Regions from separate parts of the Sus scrofa genome. Here region 1 is linked to region 2. The links are chromatin contacts, called in public Hi-C maps. All regions are on one chromosome and are shown on one strand. The core of a region is the stretch at or near the end of the contact, and the rest is flanking DNA. Distances in the headings are between cores, read along the strand shown.

Region 1 (2,748 bases), core at 137-2,636, 210 kb before region 2:
AACAGAATTTGGAAGCTCAAATGCCTTCATTAAAACTAGTAATTTACATTCACTTACTGGGGTGATTCAAGCTGAATCTTTTTTGATGCCTTGGTCAGTACACCAGTTTTATTTTTTGAGGCGATTACATGTGCTTTCCAAATAAGTAACTTAATACCATTCACCTCCAGTGCTGTGAGGACCCAAAGAGATTAAAAATAGAAGCTTTCCTTAATACCGAATTAACCTGAGGACCCCATGAGCTCGCAAAGGACAGAAAAATCTAAATGCTCAAAACACAGTAGGCAAGCACCTTTAAGGAACCAAAAGGAGGGGGGAAACCTCGCAATGTCAAGATCACTTCACCTTATTCTAAACAGAACACATGCCTTTGAGTCTCTCAATGTTCGTGTCTAAGTCCTTCTTTACTGAATTTGTTCTTCAGTGACGTACTGAAACACAACAAAGAAAGTATTTACCGATTTACAAACTTTGTGAGTCTCTGAATTACAGAGAAGAACTTGGTTATCTGTAACCTTAATACTACCCACGATTTCCAGTGCACACTCACAAGTTACTGCTTCAATGTCCTAAGGGCGCACAAGGATAGTCAAGCAACATGAAGAGGCAGCTCTCGGCCTTTAATAAAAATTTAAAAAATAAAGGAAAAATAAATTGGGCAAAAGACCATACAACTTTTAAAAGATTCCAAGTAAGTAAGACGTTAGAGCCAACGCTTCTATCAGGGTAAATTCTGCGGTGCCATTTTTGGCCGCCAATCACATAAAAATACGCTGTTCAGATTACAACGTCCGCGATGCCCAGACCCTGCAAACTTTTTGGACAGAGAGATGTTGGGGCCCTAAGATGCCATTGGCCACGACTGGGACCCCAGTCCCCGCGCCTCCCAACTTCTCACCCGATCTCAGGGTCCGCTTCGCGTCCGCCCGGCCCCCGCCCCGCGGCCCGGAGGACAGAACGAGCACCGGCACGGCCCCCCGGGCGGCCCCCGAGCCCTCCCGCAGCGGCGGCGGCGTCCTGCGAGCGGGCGCGGCTCCCCCAGGGCGAGGGGAGCGGCCGGGAGCGCCCCGTTTCTCACAGACCCCAACATGGCGTCGGCCGCCGCCGCCCGAGACGACGACACCTCCCCGCGCCGCCGACGGCCGGGGACCGCGGAGGGAAGCGCCCGGAAAGTTTCGCTTCTCCTCTCCCCGCCCGCCGGCGGCCGGTGGACAACCAACTCCGGCTTCACCTACCCGGCCGGGCGCGGACGGCGGCGGCGGCGGCAAAGGTCCGACTCCTCCTCGTCCCGAGCGCCGGGCGCGGACTCTGCTCGATCCTCCGCCCCAGCCTCCCAGAGTGGGCAGCCAACAGCGTTTCGCAGCCGGCGCGATCCAGACGCGGCGGGCTGGCGTCGAAGCCGCTCGCAGGTGACCCTCCCGCCCCTCCAGTCGAACCCCACAACGGCCGCCGGGGACAGCCTCTCCCCTGCGCGCGCACGGGCGCGCCGCCACCCACACGCCAGCCGCGAGCGCGGGCACGAGCACACCCACACCGCTCGCTCCCCGCCCTTTCTTGCCCGTTCCCTCGCCCCGCCCGGGCGGCCCCGCGCGACGAGCTCGAGGGGGCGGAGCCACCACGAAAGCCACACCCACCTGGGTAGCCAGGGCCTGGGGTTGGTTCCTCCGTGCTCAGTGGGAACGCGCGCCTTGGAGCCGATTGGGCGCACGTGGGACGTCTTACCTGGGCTGCCTAGCTGCGGGCAAGTCCTTGGAAAGGATTGTTCATCTGCCCACGAAGTTCTTAGCGAGGCTGGAAGAACGGAAGGAAGGCTGGGCCCCCTCTCCCACACCACCGAACTGGCCTGTAAGGGGAACTCAAGAACTTTCCACTGCCGGGAAATAAAAGCTGGGCGGACTTTTGTTTGCTACTCCCACTTTAGCACAGCGTTCCTGCCTGTCACATCTTCCACTGGCTTTTCCTAAGACCCCACCACTTGAAACAGAGGGAGCTGCGGCTACAACACACATACCCCATACAGTCTTTTAAGTGATGGATGACTTATTCCCTGACTTAGAACTCTGGTCTTTCCAAAACTTTTTCTCTGACGCCACAAACGTCATCCAACTTCACACATCTGAAAACAGTAATGATACCATATAAGGTTAAACCTGCCCTTCTTCATTTATAACGCAGCTAAGCGAGCTGACGGATACGTGGAGAGATGTTTAAGATGACTAAGATGAGGAATGGGGGGAGGAGACAGAATATTCACTTCAAACGGAAAGCGTATAGGCAGAAATTAGACTTGGGTAAATTTTATCTTTCCCGTTGATCTATTATTTCAAGGATATTTTACCTTTGATTATTCTTGAATTAGAACCACCGCACCCAAGCCACATAAAAGAGCACCCACCTAGGGATACATAAGCAGGAACTTTCTTTTGGTCTGGGATCCCCTCCAGGTATTCAGCCTCCCATCCTCACTTTTTCCATATCTCAGAAACAAGCAAGTCTTTTAAATAAAATTAGTAACTAGAAAAAAACTGCAAAACCGATATTTTTTTTTAATAGGAAAACGTAGACTATTACCACCAGAAAAACTTTACATCTGTTAGGTATAGTTGTCTCTGAAGACAAGTGTAAATGTCCCCAGGATTCTCATCTGAACCATCACCCTACCCCAATTTCATTTAGTTCCTTCTTCCTCTACATGCAGAAGACCATCTGTCAGTGGAAAAAAGGATGGACTCCATCATCTCCAAAATC
Region 2 (2,789 bases), core at 114-2,613:
AGATGATCTCTCCATGAATTCCTAAGAAGAAACAAGAGACTATGGGGCTCCTAATGTAGTAATGACACTTGAGAGGATATATTAGGATGAGCCTCGTTTGCCAAAAAAACTAAAATCCAAGTTAAAGTCTTGTTCTACTTTCTGAGAATGGCCCTCGAATTACAGTTATTACTCTTGGGGGTCAGACAATCCCCTGTACTTTGATTTTCACCCTTTAAAACCAGGATTGTTGGAAACAGATTGATGACAGGATGTTTGTGAGGGCCAGAATGTGAGTCTTTCAGAATACTGTAATGTATCAGACACCTGTTGAGGGTATATAAATTTAACCTTGGGAACCACATCTCAGGCCAAACAAGATCCACCATAAGAGTGGAGATACATCAAAATAACTTCCTTGCCTTGGCCAGACAGTTAATCCATCAACATATGTACACAGCTTTGGTTTGGAAAGTATTTTCAAGCCCACTGTCTTATTTTCTTCTCACTATAAATAGTGAGCCCGCCTGTAGGTTGAATCTTGAGCCTGTGGGCCAGTTCAGTCAGGTCCCAGTATCAGTTACCACAGCGAGATGGGGCCTGGCTCCTTGTCCTAAAAAGAAGGTTGGGGAGTTCCTGTTGTGACACAGTGGAATTAAATCCACATCATGAGGATGTGGGTTCAATCCCTGGCCTCGCTCAGTGGGTCGGCGATTCTGCATTGCTGTGGCTGTGGTGTAGACTGGCAGCTGTAGCCCCAATTTGACCCCTAACCAGGGAATTTCCATATGCCCCATGGATGTGGCCCTAAAAAGAAAAAAAAAAAAAAAAGATATTGGGTGGGCGGCATTCCTATACCTGAATCTAAACTTTCCTTCCAAAGAAGGCCAAAAGGTTAGGTGGCCCTGCCTTAGCACCACGTCCACGATTTTACCCGTATACTGGCCTGAAGTGGTCTCTTGGGATCTTCGTCTCCATCACTCTCAACGTCCCTGATTTTCCCCTCACAGCAAAAAAAGCTTTGTGAGCCTTTGTACCCCAAACACTCGGCCTCTCACTTGGCCAAAGGGTCAGCTGAGGTCAGGGCTCTTCCTCTCGCCCATCGGTTCCAGTTGTCTTCACACTCCTGCAGGTTCCCATTTCGGTTCAGCCCCAGCCCTTCCTCTGTTCTCTCCCAGTCGCCCCAGTGCCAGCCCCCATCGCACCCCCACCCCTGCTCCCTCCCTTCCGCTCGCCCCCCTACTCTCCCATCGGCGCCCGGGCTTTGTTGCCCGGGCTTGTTTCTAACTCAAGAGCGTCGGCCGGCTGGGCGCCAGGTCACGTGCGTTAGTGACAACCTCTCGCAGGGCGGCCCCGGGGCCCCAGCGCCGCCGATTGGTGGGCCGGGGCTGGCGCGGCCCCGGGGCGGGGCGGCCGGGCGGGCGCAGCGGCTGATCAGCTGTTCCGAGGCTGCACAACAACAAAAGGAGCGAGACGGGCCGGCGGCGGCCAGCGGTGTGGCCACAGGAAGGCTGGACCGGCCCCGAGCCCCGCGCCCGTCGTCCGGGAGCCGCAGCTACCTCAGCCGCCCCGAACCGCCAGCGCGCCGGTCCCCGCCGAGCCCCGCCAAGCCGGGTGCCCGCTGCCTTCGCCGCCGTCCCGCCGCAGGTCGGGCCCAAGTAAGTGCGGGCGGGGCCGGCGTCCAGGGCCGCCTGCTCCCCGCCGCCCCGCTGCGCTGCCTGGTCCGCGCGCCCTGCCCTCGGGCCGGCTCGCGAGCAGCCGTCGGTGCGCTCCCGGCCTTCGCTGCCTCTGCAGCCTCCGCGGGCTGGACGCCCACCCCCTCGGTGGACCCTCGGCGGACCTGGGGTGCGGGAGGAGGCGGCCGTGCGGACATGGACCGGCCAAGCCCGGGCGTGGGGCGGCGGTTGGGTGTTTGGTTTCTGCCTCCTCCCCCGAGCGTGGCCTGTTTTCTTGGCCTCGGCGGGACCTCCTCTCTCCTCCTCCTCCTCCTCCTTACTCCCTTCCACATCTCCTCCTCCTCCTCCTGCCCTCCGCTGTCGGACGGGGGCTGTCCGCTTGGGACTCGGCTTCGGAGCCCCGGGGTCCGGAGGAGCGAACGCGGCCGCCGCCCGGGGACGTAGCTCTCCAGTTCCGCGGCGCTGCGGCCGCCGCCCCGCCAGCAACCCTCCCAGCGCTGGGTCGCGCTCGGTAGTGCAGCGGCTCCGGGAATCTTACCTGGAGACCTTAGGGTCCTCCTGTCCTTTGCGTGTCCCTTGACCCTGCCTGACCTTACACATCACCTTTTGAGGTTGCACCTGTGGAAAGAGTTTACTTGCCCATCAGAATTAAAATCCTCATCGTTTTGATCACTCCCGCTGATTGAGTGCTTATTATGTGCCATATACTGTGAAGGGCTTAACCTGCCTTATCCCAATTGATTGCCACAGTAATCCTATGAAGTAGGCTATATTATCTTATGGATAGGAAATTTGAGGCCCCAGAGAGATTAAGTAACCTACTCAAGGCCACACAGCCAGTTAAAAGGACATGGTGTTTCTTTTTAGTAGTTGCAGATGAATTTTATGTGGGGATTCCTTATTTTTATTGTATTTCCTAATTACATCTGCTCATTATCTTCTGAGTTAATTCCAATTTAGAGTAGATAGGGACACCCCCCCCCCACGCCACTTCCATCATTCAGAAAAGAGCCTTTTCTGAATACAAAGTAGTTTGGGGAAAGGGGAATGGAAAGTGAACAGTTAATAATCAGGTGCCCCAAGATCTTCAAATCACTTGTTTGCTAAGTGAAATGTATTTTTTCATTGCAAATG

What was found. Hi-C and Micro-C count contacts between places; a contact is called where the count stands out from the background.
Region 1: a Hi-C map of skeletal muscle shows a contact between it and region 2, with 6 times the contacts expected there. The contact joins the promoter of PLEKHF2 here to the promoter of TP53INP1 in region 2. A contact is called at or near these places in 9 of 47 Hi-C or Micro-C datasets (alveolar macrophages, embryonic fibroblasts, heart right ventricle and 3 more) and 2 of 2 datasets of contacts at active chromatin or transcription factors (alveolar macrophages and skeletal muscle).

What each region holds. Positions count from the first base shown.
Region 1 is chr4:41,533,546-41,536,293 of Sscrofa11.1, forward strand. It overlaps PLEKHF2 (pleckstrin homology domain-containing family F member 2), which reads right to left and starts at 1,387. Exons shown (of 2, transcript XM_021089079.1): 1 at 1,236-1,387.
Region 2 is chr4:41,746,291-41,749,079 of Sscrofa11.1, forward strand. TP53INP1 (tumor protein p53-inducible nuclear protein 1) reads left to right here and starts at 1,364. Exons shown (of 4, transcript XM_001925224.6): 1 at 1,364-1,637.